Linked DNA regions of Mus musculus: regions 1, 3 and 4 are each linked to region 2. The links are chromatin contacts, called in public promoter capture Hi-C maps. All regions are on one chromosome and are shown on one strand. The core of a region is the stretch at or near the end of the contact, and the rest is flanking DNA. Distances in the headings are between cores, read along the strand shown. Region 1 holds the start of Zfp46 (zinc finger protein 46). Region 2 holds the start of Eloa (elongin A). Region 3 holds the start of Hnrnpr (heterogeneous nuclear ribonucleoprotein R). Region 4 holds the start of Luzp1 (leucine zipper protein 1).

Evidence for each region. Promoter capture Hi-C pulls out the DNA fragments that hold promoters and counts their contacts. Capture Hi-C pulls out chosen DNA fragments and counts their contacts.
Region 1: a contact with region 2 is called in a promoter capture Hi-C map of pancreatic islet. The contact joins the promoter of Zfp46 here to the promoter of Eloa in region 2. A contact is called at or near these places in 1 of 39 promoter capture datasets (liver), 2 of 484 Hi-C or Micro-C datasets (muscle stem cells and natural killer cells) and 3 of 9 other capture datasets (adipose tissue, liver and pancreatic islet).
Region 3: a promoter capture Hi-C map of pre-B cells shows a contact between it and region 2, with 2.6 times the contacts expected there. The contact joins the promoter of Hnrnpr here to the promoter of Eloa in region 2. A contact is called at or near these places in 1 of 39 promoter capture datasets (pre-B cells), 1 of 115 datasets of contacts at active chromatin or transcription factors (embryonic midbrain) and 3 of 9 other capture datasets (adipose tissue, liver and pancreatic islet).
Region 4: a contact with region 2 is called in a promoter capture Hi-C map of liver, with 2.5 times the contacts expected there. The contact joins the promoter of Luzp1 here to the promoter of Eloa in region 2. A contact is called at or near these places in 1 of 39 promoter capture datasets (liver), 1 of 115 datasets of contacts at active chromatin or transcription factors (pancreatic cancer cells) and 1 of 9 other capture datasets (adipose tissue).

What each region holds. Positions count from the first base shown.
Region 1 is chr4:136,283,400-136,287,508 of GRCm38.p6, reverse strand. It overlaps Zfp46 (zinc finger protein 46), which reads right to left and starts at 1,442. Exons shown (of 3, transcript NM_009557.4): 1 at 1,028-1,442; 2 at 194-437. The coding sequence starts at 299.
Region 2 is chr4:136,019,211-136,022,963 of GRCm38.p6, reverse strand. It overlaps Eloa (elongin A), which reads left to right and starts at 1,315. Exons shown (of 11, transcript NM_013736.4): 1 at 1,315-1,413. The coding sequence starts at 1,339.
Region 3 is chr4:136,309,538-136,313,137 of GRCm38.p6, reverse strand. It overlaps Hnrnpr (heterogeneous nuclear ribonucleoprotein R), which reads right to left and starts at 2,196. Exons shown (of 11, transcript NM_001277121.1): 1 at 2,049-2,196.
Region 4 is chr4:136,467,540-136,471,433 of GRCm38.p6, reverse strand. It overlaps Luzp1 (leucine zipper protein 1), which reads right to left and starts at 1,673. Exons shown (of 5, transcript NM_024452.2): 1 at 1,584-1,673.

The DNA of each region.
Region 1 (4,109 bases), core at 193-2,692, 260 kb before region 2:
AGAAACTTTACTTTTCATTTAAGACTGGGAAACACGGATCTTCCCACACTTAAAGATTTGAATGAGCACCAAAGCAGGTAACTAACCGTGTGGTTTTCCTTAACAACAAACAAGGCTGTATCGAAAAGACCTAAGCCGTTCTGACAGTTTCAAAACCCCTAAGAGGTAAGACAAGATAAAAGTCCTCACTCACCCAGTGAGACAACATTTCCGTAATTCTCCTGCATCACATCCCTGTAAAGATCTCTCTGTGTAGGATCCAGAGGTCTCCATTCTTCCCGAGTGAGGTACATGGCCATATCTTCAAATGTCACAGGGGCCTGAAATCACACAACGCTTCCTCACTACTTGGTATCTAGGAGTTTAGAACCAGCTTTTCTTCTTGAAATTAGAGACATGGTTAGAAATGTCGAGAAGGCAGTGGCATTAAGTCTCATCTGTAGAGTCCGAAGGAAAAAAAAAATAATAAAGAAAGAAGAAAAAAAGACATGTGGTCAAAAGACAGGGGCAATCTACTAGCTTCCCGCTCAGGCCGTCCCTGCCCACTTTGGACCCTTACATACAAGGCTCTCCTTTTCTTAGACCAGTGAAATTCTCGTCTTTATGGCCCAGTTCTAGAGCCAACTGCTGTTCTGTTTCTCCCCACCCTTTATCACTCTTCGCTCCATCCTTGGACACCACATCTAGAATTAACCACTCCTCGACTTACTATTTCCCACACCACAATACGTCCTTGCTCAGGCCAACAGAATACTTACCATATCGCATCCAGGTTAACCGGACACACCGTTCTCCCTACAGATTGTTGGCAAGAAGGGTACCACCCATCTTGTTTGGTTTTATTCTCCTCAGTATTTAGTCTTACAGTGGGTGTTCTATATATGCTTGTATATGGTTATATTAGCCAACTCGAAGCCCGTATACTAAGCAGAATAGCAAAATGAGCTTATCCCAGGGAATTTCCTATAGGGGTTTGCAGACGGGGAAACACCGGGCAAGATGGGTAAGCAGAGCCCTCGGGGCTTACCTGAGTCCCAGACATGAGCAGGGTGGCTGCCATCTCGGGCTCAAGCGTTCGTCTCCTGGGAGAGAGAGAGCAGGAAAACCAGCTAGCAGACAACGTTGAAGGAGGCGAAAAGCAGGACGTGAGGCGCGGCAAGAGGCCCTGCCCACTACTCCCTAGGGCTGGAGTTCTGGTCGCAGGGTATGAGGGGAAGGCCCAGGACTGGTCACTCTCCTCTCTGACTCCCGAAGAGTCACCCACTCTCCGTGTCTCGGTTAATATCGAGTACGTGCAACGTTAGGGTAGGAGAGGGCAGGCACTGGCTGGGTGCCCCCTAGGCTGGGGGGTCAGGCCGATGCAATTCAAGGGAGGAGGCTTTCAACCCAGCCCATAGAACGCCTCTGCTCTGCCATCTCCGGGCTGGGACCTTTCCGGCAGCAATCCCAGCCAATCAGCGAAAAGAAATCGTAAAATATCTGACCAATCAGAAGCCAAACCATCAGCCCTCCTCCTGCGGCGTGGCCGGGTAGCTCCATCACGCGTGCGCGCACCTCGCGGCCTGACGGGACTTGGAGTTTCACTCTGGCGTACAAAGGCCACTTAGCAGCCAAGAGCAGGGGAGGGAAAAGAACAAAAGGGAAGAGACAGGACCGCGACCTTCAAGACCAGTGAGAATACCCCCACACATACTTTTTTCTCGGAAACCACAGCACGACTCAGCAAAGGAAGCGTCTGTGTTTTTTTTTTTTTCTCATGGCCCTACGACCATCTTTGAGTCATATATTATCCGCGAGGTTAGATTGAGTGTGGAAGCTCGGGCTGACCTCAGCTGAGATCACCCCTCATTTGACAGCCCAGGCCAGAGCGGGAAAAGGCTTCTTTTCCCTCCCTTGGGAGACTCCCTGGCCGGGATGGAACTTTGGGCCCCGCCCACGGACTCCCAACACCGCCTGAAGCTCTCGCTTTCTGGATACTGAGAACTACAACTCCCAGTAGGCCTTCCGGCAGTCACAACCCACCCCAGACTACATATCCCACGAGGCCTCGCGTCCCCTGTCCGGTGCTGGAGTGCTGTCCGCGGCCCGGCCCAGGGTGTTCCAACGTTAACCCTGTAGGGAGCGTCTCGAGCTCTTTTATAGAGACGGAGCTCAAGTGCACCCATCTAAGTCGCCAAAACATTGAAATCAGAAGCGGGGGGGTGGGGTAGGGTGTGTAGGGAAATAGCTGGCCCTGGAGTGGGAGACTCAGGGACTTGGTACTCTTGAGGGTGTCTCTGCTGAAAGGAATCTTGGAGACCTCCCAACATCATGAAAACCTTAGGCCTGCGACAACCTGGAGTCCTAAGGATGCTAGTAGTCTCTGTTTCAAAGAAATCACAAAACCAGATTAGGACAGAACGGACAGGCTTACCTCCTGGTCTGTGGTCGCTGGCTCCTCAGAGATCTAAAGAGGCCTGACGTTCAGAAAGGTTCTAGATATCACCAGCAGATTCCAGAGATCTCAGGGCCATGAATAGAAATCCGAATCCATGGATTAACAGGCAAAGGGCAGGGTTTGGTTGTAGGATGAGCACAAAGCTTCAAGACTGCAGAGACTGTTCTATAGCTCCGGGAAACAACAATCTCATAAACAGATCTCCGAGGCCACAACAGCTGGCCAAGAAACATCAGCGTTGGCTATGCTGCATTCACTCAGAATCCTCCAAATGGAAGGACTTGTAGCCTTTCCTTTCCCTAGCGGGGATGAAGGAATTAGACAATGGAAGGCGAGGGCTAAGCAAAACAGGGATTCTGTGTGGGGAAGAGCTCCCAGCTTGCTGTAGCCTTGGAGAGGGAAGTGATGGAAAAAGAATATAGCAGCTTATTAGGGACTCCCACCCTCTTCAAGTTATAAATATCCCCAAACCTTGGCTTGATGCCCAGACGCCTGTTGTCTCTGACTGAACGGGAGACTTCTCTGCCTAGGCTGGGAAAAGGGACTTTTCTTTTGTTTTACAGATACATCCACACACACTGAAGGACTTGGGGAATTTTTTTTTTCCAAATAAGATTCCCGGCCATGCTTTTATTAGAGTGTTCTGTTCCCAATGCCCAGTTATTTATGGCTACATGACTCAGGGGTCTAAAAAAAAAACAAACTAGCAGGACCCCTACCAGCCACAATGAATCTCTTCTACCTGTGCTTCTCTTGTGCTCCCAAGGGTAGGACTAAAAAATGTTTCGATGCCACAAAATTGCACTATTCTACCTACTGTAAAATGTATCCAGCCACCATGTGAGTTAGAATCCTGAAGGATTTACAACAGCCAGAATATGGGCATAAAGATTGGACAGACCTAGGCTGGGTATCTTTCAGAAAAATCTCTCCAGGCCCATTTCCTTTTTTAAATTTTATTTTATCTTTAATTATTTATAAAGGGGAGGGATATGAGCATGTGAGTACAGGTGCCTGGAGAAGCCAGAAGAGAGTGTTCGGTTCCTGCTGGAATTACTGGTGGTGGTGGTGGTTAGCATCCCTCTAGGCTCCGCCCAGCAGTTACCTAGCAACAGCCTGCCTGTCTCTACCCCAGGTACTAGCCTGGAGCCAGGCAGTATAAGGACTTATCTCTCTCTCTCTCTCTCTCTCTCTCTCTCCCTCCCTCCCTCCCTCCCTCCCTTCTTCTTCCTCTCTCTCTTTTCCCCACATGTCCTAGCCAGCCTTTCTTCTCTTCCTTTCTTCCTCTCTCTTCTCTCTGTCCTCTCTTCCCCTTCCTCTGCCTCTATTCCTTTCCAGGTCCCTGGCTCCCTTCCCCCAATAAACACCCTTTTATACCAGACCTAAATGTTTGAGGGGACACCTTGGCAGAGCCCAATGAAGTGCTCTCTCTTGAATTATTATGCCACGTTCGTAAAATACCACAGTTGTAAGCCACCTTATATGAGCACTGGAAAACAAATTTGGGACCTTTGCAAGAGCAGTATACTCTTTGAACCACCAAGTTATCTCTCCAGCCCTTCTCTCCTTTTCTGTACAGTTGGAATTGCCTCTGCTAAGGATGTTGGGGAGGGATTTAAAACACACCTGCACAAAATGAACACTAAGACCGTAGGTATTTGGATGAGCCTGC
Region 2 (3,753 bases), core at 66-2,565:
CCCAGCACTTGGGAGGCAGAGGCAGGTGGATTTCTGAGTTCAAGGCCAGCCTGGTCTACAAAGTGAGTTCCAGGACAGCCAGGGATATACAGGTTTTTTGAGACAGGGTTTCTCTGTGTAACTCTGGTTGTCCTGGAACTCCCTCTGTAGACCAGGCTGGCCTTGAACTCAGAAATCCACCTGCCTCTGCCTCCCAAGTGCTGGGATTAAAGGCATGCATCACCACTGCCTGGCTCTTTTCTTTTCTTTTTTTCTTTTTTGGTTTTTCGAGACAGGGTTTCTCTGTATAGCCCTGGCTGTCCTGGAATTCACTTTGTAGACCAGGCTGGCCTTGAACTCAGAAATCCTCCTGCCTCTACCTCCCGAGTGCTGGGATTAAAGGCGTGCACCACCACGCCCAGCGGCTCTTTTCTGACAGAATCTCATGTAGTTCAGTTTGGTTTTTAATATATTATGACTTTTTATTCATTATGATTTAATTTATTTTTAAATGGAGCCAGGTGGTGGTGGCATACAACTTTAATCCTGGCCCTTAGGACGTAGAGGCAGGTGGATCTCTGTGAGTTTAAGGCTAGCTTCGTCTACAGAGTGAGTTCCAGGACCTCCAAGGCTACACATAGAAATCCTTTTTGAGAAAAGAAATAAAAAGAAAGAGAGAAAGAAAGAAAGGAAAGAAAGAAAGAAAAGAAAAGAATGTCACATGAACAGTCTAATAAAAGGGGCTGCTCTCTGATTTTGCAGACAAGGTGGTTAATAATGTGTTATTATTTTTATTTCTAGTGTTTCAAATTGCCTTGAAACCAGACAGCCTGGATTGCTTTCCCAAAATTACAATACCGTTAAGTTACTTTAAAATTACACGATTTCTTTTATTGCGAGGGTGTGTCACAGCTTGCAGGTGGAAGTCAGATAATTTACCTGAGTCAGTTCTTTCCTTCCACTCCAAGGGTCCCTGGAGCCGCGTCGGACCCTGATCACTGACTCCACCCACCCTTAGGCGAAAACGAGCGTATGACTGGAAAGGCGGTGCGTGAGAGTTAAAGCCAGAGTTTGGCTTGCAGAATACAGGCTTGGGGGCGTGGCTGGTTGCGTGGCTCTGGGTTGGGCGTGTCGGGGGCGTGACCTGTGCTGTATTCGACAGATCGCCGTGATATAGTGGGCGTGGTCTGGCGCGGGGGCGGGTCCTGAGGCCTTCCACACATACACACACCCCCAGCGGAGGCCCGGAAGGGACCATTCGCGCTTCCGTCTCCGCCGGGCCCTCACGGAGGGCGGAGTTGCGGCCCGAGGACGCGACGCGAGCCCAGTTCCGGCGAGGAGGCCGCGCCAGTGACAGCGATGGCGGCGGAGTCGGCGCTCCAAGTTGTGGAGAAGCTCCAGGCGCGCCTGGCTGCGAACCCGGACCCCAAGAAGGTGAGCGGCGGGCGGGCGGGCGGCGCGGGCGGGCGTTGGGCGCGGCGCGGGCCCTGTAACGGTCGCGGGCAGGGCGCAGTGGGGTTCTCCTCCGACCCGGAGCCAGGCCCCACGGAGCGGCGCGGGGCAGTGGGGAGTTCGCGGCCGGCGGGCGCACCCCGGCTGGGGGCTGAGGACTGGAGGGGCGGCCGGGCCTTGCGGCTCTCCCCGGGGTTCGGGCAGCCGCGCCAGCTGTTTCCCCGTTGCAGCCGAGCGACTCCGTCCGCTGCTTGGGGGTCCTGCGGCTCGAGGACCCCTGTGCTGTACCCTGCCCTTTAGCCGAGAAAACGGGGAACGCCTTGGGGTTTTTCGAGCTCTGCTCCTGGAGCTCGGGTCCTGGATGAGGGCGTGAGCGTGTTAACTCCGCTCTGACATACTGGAAGGTGGGACCAGGCTGTGATGAGCAACCATGTTTAATTGCACTTAACTACTTTGTTGCTCCTTTTTAGAAACTGTTACTTTTTAAATACATTGTATCCCCTCGCGGTCCCCCGGGTGTCTAGGCTTCTCTGAGCTCTACGAAGAGGGTATGGTGGGAATTAGAATCGTTTTCACTGTAGTCTCTAGCCGAAAACACCAAAGGGTGTGACATGGCTTGTCAGCATTCTAGCCTGGGCCTGAGGTTCCTAAAAGGTGAAGTGTCCAGCGAGCTGAGTGGAAGAGGAAGTGGTGGAGGGAGACAGCGAGCGGACTTACACATGCAATCTAGGTTCCTAGCCAGCACCAGCTCGGGACTTTGGAGGAGTTCTCTGCTCGACCTGTCCCTTCTCTAGTTTCTTCCTGAAATACCAGCTAGACCCAAGTGCTCTTTATAAGTGTTAATCACCATCAGAATTTCCAGTCAGGGACCCCATTCACTCTTCTTGTTCCTAGTTGGGTCACTACCTCTCAACCTCCGGGCCACTTTTTAACTACCCTCCTTTAGCTCAGAGATACACTTCTTCAGAAGCTGTTGTTATAAGTCAGCGAAAACGTAAATGTTTCAATTGTCTTGTGTTTTACTTTCTTTGGAGGCCTTGGGGACCTTTGGTCAGACATATTTACAAGTTCTTTTTACAATAACCCTTTGTGGGCATCTAATAAATGGTCATTATTTCCAAGTCCCAGATTGTCTTTCTGAACACTATAAGATTTGTGACTGACCTTAAAGTAACCACCCTCATTTTGTTGTTTCTGCCATCAGGTTAAAAAAAATAAAAATCCTCCATGTAATATAATATCTGTAGGGTTTTTTTCCCCCATTAGAATTTAAATTTTGGAATGGTCTATTTGTGCATGAAATGTCAAGTTAGAAAAAGGTTAAGTAAATTTTCTTAAACTCCTAATAATTATTTAAAAGGGTGTTTGGTGGTTTTTGTTGTTGTTGTGTTTGGTGTTATTGGCAGGGACTCATATGCTAACACTAGTAGGCAAGGCCTCTACCTCTGACAGCCCTAATTTGGCTTTTCATTTCCCAGAGAGAAAATTACCTTGGGGCTGGGGATGTATTTCAGTAGCAGCTATGTGAGCTCTTGGCTTCTGTACCCACTGGGGAGGGAGAACTGAATGTGTTGTGAAGAGAGAGGTGAGGAAACTGTTGAGAGACCCCTGTGCAAAGGACCTGAAACGTTGATATTCAGAAACACGCTGACTGCAAAGAGAAAATTGCAAGCCTGCACGCTGGCTTTCCAACCTCCTTTTAACATAGCAAGCTCTCACAGGTTTGTGAAGTGGCAAGATGATTATAGAGCAGTATTGAATTTGCAACCAAATCTTGCTTCCAGACCATTATTAGCCAAAAGGCTGATTCCACACCTGTGTTTTTGGGATTCCTGCTATTGGATTTTGGTGTTTTAAGTGTAAATTAACTATGTATTCACTCTGCCTTCATCTAGCCTCTAGGCTCACTTGTTAGAGACCTTACTGGGAGATGACTTAGCTTTTGCTCCTATCACTGGATTGGAAACAATTTTCATGACAGATAAAGTTAGCAGTCCTTTATCAGGTTTTGAGTGTAAAAACTATGAAGCCCATAGATTGGTGGTAGGTGGAGAATGAGGGGGTCACTGCTGGGAACTGGTTAGCTCTAAGACTGGAAGTGGAGAACCCAAGATTCCTATGTATGGGACTGTGTAAACTTTTGTTATTTCTGTCATCTGCTACCAGTTTTTGCTGGGCTACGTTGGGTTGACAGCGCTGGTTTCCATCTACTTGAGGATATCCATAGTCCTCTCTGCTTGTTGTTGCTTCATTCTTGGAAGTCACTGACTGAAAACTGGGGATGGTGAAGTCTTTTTCTCTTATATTGGGCTAAATCAGCTT
Region 3 (3,600 bases), core at 947-3,446, 290 kb before region 2:
CGTGACATTCCATGTGATGAAGAGAATGGGTGGCTCAAGAGATGTCACAGCACAGAGGTAAAGGCAAGATGAAGCTGGGTCTCACGAAAAAGCCTACTGTCCCTGAAGACACAAGATAGAAACCACAAGTCACCCTCAAGCACTATAGCTTAAGATAGCCAATCCATTCCTGATCAGTCATCAAACACTGTGCAAATGCTGTTTCCTGACACAAAACAACTCTTCATTTGAACATCCACTGATGTCTAGTTGAAGTTAATGAGAGGAGAAAGAGGAAGGCAATAGTAGAAGCAGAGTGTGAAGGGTGTTACTCTGAGAATGACCTGACAGCTGCATGACTTCTCATCACAAAGCTCTCACTAGTCCTCTAATGTCTACAGAGACGCGACTGTACTTAACGATGTATCTCAAGGCAAGCCTCAAATTCTGATGAACTAGCAAAAAATAGAAACATCCAAAACTGGCACAAGAAACCACTATACTAGCACGTAAAATGTAAGATGAACCTTTTTACTGATTAAAACAACCTAGTTCTATAAAGAAGCATTCTAAAATCCAAAATCTTTCTGTGGACATACATTTGTGCTTTCCCATTCCTCCCCCACAAACACTATACGAAGATCACAACTCAAAAGTTCTGTAACAAGACCTTCATAGCACTGCACCTATGAATACTATGTTACAGGAGAGGAAATTAACTGAGAAGTTCGATGAACATCTGTTAAGGTGGAGTGTTTTTGAAAAGTATGCGTGAAGCAAAATGACAAGTTATGTATTAAGCACAAGACATTTATGACTACCATTGATATCAAAACTTTTAAAATGTTCAGATTTTGTCAACTTTAACCTAAAAAAAAAAAAAAGGTAAAATAGACTCTAGGAAATAAATCCTTCGGATCAAGAGGGGGGATTCAACAACAATGCCACACAGCCAAACCATATTTCTGGATGCAGCAAATATTCTAACGTGACTGGAACCCTTTGACACAAACATTTTTGCAAAAAAAAGAAAATTACAAAATAAAGTCATTTAAATAAGATTTATAAGGACCGCTGGGAGACTCGGGAAGTCAGTACTAGCTTCTCCCTGACTTGTGGCGAACATCTCTAAGCAAAATGTTGAGAGACGGGCTTTTAAAAGAACCAAGGAAAGCTAACGGTTATCTCACAGCTCGGGAGTATCAAGCCTTTAATCACTACGACTGACTCCTGACACATTCTGCTTTTAAAGGGCAAGGGGGGGAAAAATCCCAAACAGGTAACGAGAAAGGACTGAACCTTTCAAGAACCCCTGGGCTTTCGTCTTAAAATTCTGGCCACATGGCTACTACCGTGTAAGAAAAAGAAGCGCTTTTCCAAACTGGAGCGCCTATGACATTCTCAGAATTACCTAGCTCAGGCGCCGCTCGAAACCAAGTGTCACGGCCTCTTAGTAGTCATTTTTTCCTTCAAATCCCGGCTCGAAGCATGCAGGTTGGGGATCGGGCGGGAGGCACCCCCCATACCTCGGCCCCTCGGCTCCGACTCCCGTAAAAGTTTGCTCCCGGCTCAGGTAACCCTGGGACTTGCACCCCGCCCTCGGCTCACCCCACCCCCTCGGGCGCGACCCGGTTATCAACACATCCCACAGGCCGCCGGGCGAGAGGCGGGCCAGGCCTGACCGCAGGCCTCGGGGGCAAGCACCGGGGTCAGGGGGAAACGCCTGAAACCCTTCGCCCGGACCGGGGCCGCGGACAGCGGCGGGCGGAGGCGGGAAAAAGCACCGCGAGACCGGCAGGCCGCACGGAGGACAGCGGACCGAGGGACCGGGGCACCGGAGGGGCTGAGAAGGATGAGCGACAGAGAGAGGAGGCGCCGCGGCGGGACTCAGGCCCGCGGCTGCGCGGCGGGCCGGAGCAGAAGCCGCCCCCGGCCCATCCCCACCCCCACCCTGGGGCCTCGGAGCAAAGACCCAAACTGCAGGCCAGGGCGCCGAGCCTGGACCCGGCCGAGTCCGGTCAGACCGGGACTCCCGGCCCCTCCCCCCCACGGGCCAGCGCGAGACTCACCAGGGCAGAGCTGGGGGCTGGCGGCCTGGCCCGTGAGAAGCAGCGCGAGGCGCTTTGAAAACGACAAGAAATGGCGCGCGCGCCACCCCCTCCCCCCCTCGCATGGACCGAGACGCGATCCCGGCAGCACGCGGGGTTTCCCGGAACTGCTTCCAGGGACTCCGTGCGGCCGACCAATCGGCCCACGAGACCGTATGACGGGCAGCTTGACGGGCCAATAAGAGAGAGGGGAAAGCGGCCCTCACGTCGGGGACTCCGAGGACCAATCGGTGTGGCCGTCGGGCTGAGCCAATGAGGGGTCTCAGCGCCACTGGCTGCGGCGCCTCCGGGGCGGGGGCATGCACACAAAGGGGTCTGTTGGTGGGAGCCCCTGGTAGTGGCGAGGCTGCGGGGCAGCGGGCCTTGCGTGGCCGAAGCTCCTCCCTCTTCTTCTACCACCGTTAAGAGGTTGAAAAATCTAGGCCTCCCGCCGCGTGGCCACCTCCGGAGCCCCGCCCCCTCGGGTCCCGGCGGCCACGCTCCGCAATGGCGCTGCTACCCCGCGCCGGAGTCCCTTATCTCCAATCCTCCCTCCCGCCGTTCTGAGCGTTAGGTCCCGAGCACACCCCATTCGCCACACGCTGGGCTCCATCAATAGATCATCTTGGCTCTAGTCAAAACACAACTTCAGGGTGACTTGACTCGTGTCGCTGGAGATTTCTCTGTAGAAAAGCATCCCTTAGAATGACTGGAGAAACTGCCTGTTTCCCTCCTTGGCTCTTCTCCTCACAGAATAACGTGGATCTGACTCAAGAGTGACGCTAACAGAAAGCAGGGACCCTTCGGAGTTTGGAGACTAGAGTAGGTAGGGTCACTGGATCAACGACTGAAAGCCAGGCAAGCGGGCAAAGGGTTCATTTCCAAGAAACTAATACCTGTTATTCATAAACCTCTCACCTGTCACTCCTGTCCCAACACTACCTCAGTGAAGAAGGTCAAGGGATCTGCTTCCAAACATATCTGGAGATCATGTTTCTCAAATCCTATAAACCAAAGTTTATTGTTAGTCTACCCATGCGTTTTTGAACGGACATGTGCAAAAGTGCACTTGATACGAACTTGATGGCCAATGTAGTAGTGCTGGGAGGTGGGGCCGGTAGTGGGAGGTGTTTCGGGCACTAGGACTCCACCCTCAAAGCATTAAAGCCGACTGATAGGCCTCCAGGCTGTGAGTTTGATGCCTGACTCTAGATCTTCTCTGCATCTTTTGCGCTTCCAGCGTAGGGAGACGGCCCTTATCCCCGCGTGCTCTCAATGTTGGACTTCCCTGCTTCCAGAACTGTAAATTGTAAAGCCTGTCCTAGGGGCTGGAGAGACGGCTCAAATGCAAGTTTAAAATCCTGACTGTGGCCCGGCAGTGGTGGCGCATGCCTTTAATCCCAGCACTCGGGAGGCAGTCAGGCGGATTTCTGAGTTCCAGGCCAGCCTGGTCTACAGAGTGAGTTCCAGGACAGCCAGGGCTATACAGAGAAACCCTGTCTCGAAACCCCGCCCCCCCACAAAAAAAAAACCT
Region 4 (3,894 bases), core at 424-2,923, 450 kb before region 2:
CCCCAAGGGGAAATTCTGTGCAAAACAATTATTTCTAACAAGAGAAGAATTTTCTAAGGGGGTTATAGAATTTAACCACACAAATGCCACCAAAGCTGCACACAAAGTGACAGAAGGCAATCTGGAACATACTGTACAGATTTTCCCAGAGGAAATAGCCTCCCCTCATCTGGGGTTGCTAAATCTTCCTAGGTGATCTGAATTCTTCCCGGCTCTGTCACTAGTCCAGATCCTTAAGCCAGAACCACAGACAGCAGTTGGAAAAAAAAATAAAATAAAAAGGACAAAAAGAAATACCCTGAACAAACCCCAAATCTCAAAAATATCTTCCAAAAGGCACTGAGGTCCAGAGAGTTATTTTCTCCTGAATGGACAGAAAAGCCACCACGAGGCGCTCAGAAGCACAATCCTTTCCCCCAAGGTCATTCAAGTCATCGAAGGTGCGACAGAGAATCTGCAAGCTGCTCGGTTAAAGAACACTGCGGAGATTTTTTTTTTTTTTTTGGAGGTGTGTGAAGGGGGATGGGGGGGGGGGCTGCCTGCTCTCTTCCCCTCTCCCACCCCGAAGTGTGAGCACCCGCCTCGGCATTTCCGAAACAAGCCACAACAAGCTCTGCAGTGTTAGGAAAGGGGCTGACGCGATGAAGAAACAGATGCTCCATAGCAAGATGGGTCTTTCTCGGCCGGCTGAGGCTCCTGCGAGGTAATTAGCAGAAACCGCAGGCACCTCGGAGAGGTCCCCACCGGGCTGCGGAACCCACCAGCCCCGCCGTGCCAGTGCCCGTGCCCGGGACGCCGGCTTCCACCTCGCTAGTCGCCTGGCCAGCCGCAGGCCAAAAGCGGCTCCCGAAACCGCACTTCATTCCTGCGCTTCGGGAAGCCATGGCTCCCTTCCCTGCCGGGCCGCGGGGCGGGGTGCGCGCTGCGGAAAGTTCACCGCGGCGGCGGGAGGGGGCCGGCGGCTACCCGAGTGCCCCTGCAGATTCCACCATTAATTAGTCCTCGGGACTGTCGACTGGCAACTTAAACAAAGCGAATGCCTCGAATTCCTTCCCGGGCCGCGGCGGTCTGGCCCGCGAGACGGGAGCAGCGCGCCGGCGGGAGCCGCGCGGGCGGGCGGGCGGGCCGCAGCCCCGGGGCCGACAGCTGCGGACGCCCCGGGGCCGCCGCGGGCCTCTCCCCGGCCCCCCGCGCGTCGCGTCCCGCACACCGGCCGCGGCCCTTCCTGTCCGCTCACTTCCTTCCTCCCGGCTCGCCGCCCCGCGGAGCCCGGCGAGGACCCCGACGCCTCCCTCCCTGGCCGCCACAGCCGCGCTCGCCCTCACTCGGCGTCTCCCCAGTCTCCTCAGAAACGTCCCTCCCCCTCCTCAGGAAGAAAAAAAAATCTCTGAGTCTCTCCCTCCAACTCCAGCCACACTCTCTCCGGCTGGCCCACCGGAGACCTCCCCTTCCCGGCTCCGCTTCCAGAACCCGCGCGCACTCCCCGCCGTCCCCGGGACACCCCGGCCGAGACCCCCTCACCCCCGGCACACAAGCCGGACTCCCAGGCCGCCCGCCTCGCCACACTCCCGCCGCCGCCTCACCTCAGCGGCTGCGGCCCGCGCTCCCGCCGCCGGAGGATCCGGCGCTCCGCTCCCAGCGGCCGGCGCCTGCTCAGGCTCCCCCAGACTGACAATGAGGGGCGGGGCCTTGTGTGGCGTCAGCGCTCCGGGGCGGGGCGTATGCCAGGCCACGCCTCCTTTGGTCCTTTTTTTAAGCCCTCCCACTTCCAAGCCCAAGGTTTGAACCCAGCCAAGTTTTCATTGCCTTCCTAGCTAGGTGCCCCGGACCTGGGCTAGGCTCCGGAGGAAACCTGACTTGGAAGGCAAGACCGCGCTCAAAAGAAACGCTTTCAGAGACGTTGGGAGGGTGCAGTAAAATCGTCCATGCAAAGGGATTAGGGCCTGAAATGAAGTCATCGCTCAACCAAACACCTCTTACTCAGTGAGTGTGGAGAAGGGACTGGGCGTGGCTCAGAGGTCATGACTTCTAGTCCCACTGGCTCCACATTCATTCCTCAGGTGCTGCCAGGAAAGTCCTTTCCCATCTATATCCCTTACTTTTCCTTCTTTAAAATGGGAATCGGCAGTGGGCCACATGGTCTCAAAAAGTCCCCCCAATGCCTTCTATGTACAAAGTACTAGGGCCAAGAGAACCCCTGGGGGGAAGTGGACTTTGAAGGTAGCTCAGGACCTAAATCCTGCAGCGCACAGGCCACATTCAGAGACGTTCTGTGGGCGCCCTCCCACGCGCTGGCACCCAGCAGCCTGCACAAGCCGGGACACAGATGGCTAAGAGCTGCTTCCTCTCTGACTGCAGGAGTATGGCTGGTCTCTGGAGACGCCTCTTGTGTAAGCTCTTTATTGCCTATGGAACAAAGGCCAAATCCATGGCCTGGTATTCTCACTTCCTACCTTCATACACACGCTCTGAAGTTTACCCAAACTTCCCTTAGCACACCCACCGCTTTCCCACATCCGCCCTTCTGCTTGTCACCTCATCTCCTGTGTGCGTCCTCCTATTTCTCCCAAGGCAAAAAGACCAACCCTCTTTGCTCTCTGTACCTGGTGGCATTGACTCCAGCTCTCACAGGGCCGTGGATACATTATAACTTGTATCCTGTTGACCTCCAGCTGGGTGTGGCAGTGGCACATTCCTATCTTTAATCCCAGCACTCAGCAGGCAGGTGCATTGCTAGTTTGAGACAAGCAGGGCTACAAATAAGAAAACATGTCTTAAAAAATAATGCCATCCATGGCCATGAGCGCTGGTAGGCAAATGCTGAAGAGGGTGAAACAGGAGAATCACACATTTAGGGCCAACCTGGAGTACCCTTTGGGGCTGGGGATACAGTTCTGTTGGTAGAGCATTTGTCTAGTATGCACAATGCCCTGGCTTCAATCACAAACACTGCATAGTTGGATGTGGTAGCATATACCTCTAATTCCAGCACTCAGGAGGTAAAGCCAGAAAACTCAGGAATTCAACTGCAGAGACCGGCATAGTAGCAAATGCTTTTAATCCCAACACTTGGGAGGCAGAGGGCGGGCAGAGTTCTGTGAGTTCTAGGCCAACCTGGTCTACATAGTAAGTTCTAGGACAACCAGAGCTACATAGTGAAATCCTGTCTCAAAGAAAGAAAGAAAGAGTTCAGAACTGGGGAGATAGCCTATTTGTTAGAGCATTTTGCAGAGGAGCCAGGTTCTGTCCCAACACCCACATGGAAGCTCACAACACTCTGCAGCCCCAACTCCAAAGGATCGAATACTCTTTTCTGGTCTCTGCAGGCACCAGGTACATACATGATACACATACATACACATAAGCAAAACATTCATCCATGGGAGCTGGAGTGATGGCTCAGCGATTAAGAGCACTGACTGCTCTTCTGAAGGTCCTGAGTTCAATTCCCAGCAACCACATGGTGGCTCACAACCATCCGTAATGAGATCTGATGCCCTCTTCTGGTGCTTCTGAAGACAGCAACAGTGTACTTAGATATAATGATAAATAAATCGTTTAAAAAAAAACACTCATCCACATGAAAAAATTAATAAATAAAAATAAAGTTGGTTGGTGGTGTTGTCGATGTTTTCAAGGCAGGGTTTCACTGTGTAGCTCTGGTTGTCCTGGAACTAGATCTGTAAGGGAGGCTGGCCTCAAACTCAGAGGTCTGCCTCTGCCTCCTGAGTACAGGGATTTAAAATAAAGGTTTTTTAAAACAAAGTTAAGGCCATCCTCAGCACCGTGGTGGGCCTGAGGCCATTCTCATCCCCAGCAACTTAGTGGGCCTGAGGCCGTTCTGGGCTACATAATTCTCTGTCTCTAATTAAATAAGCAAACTGTTCATTTGTT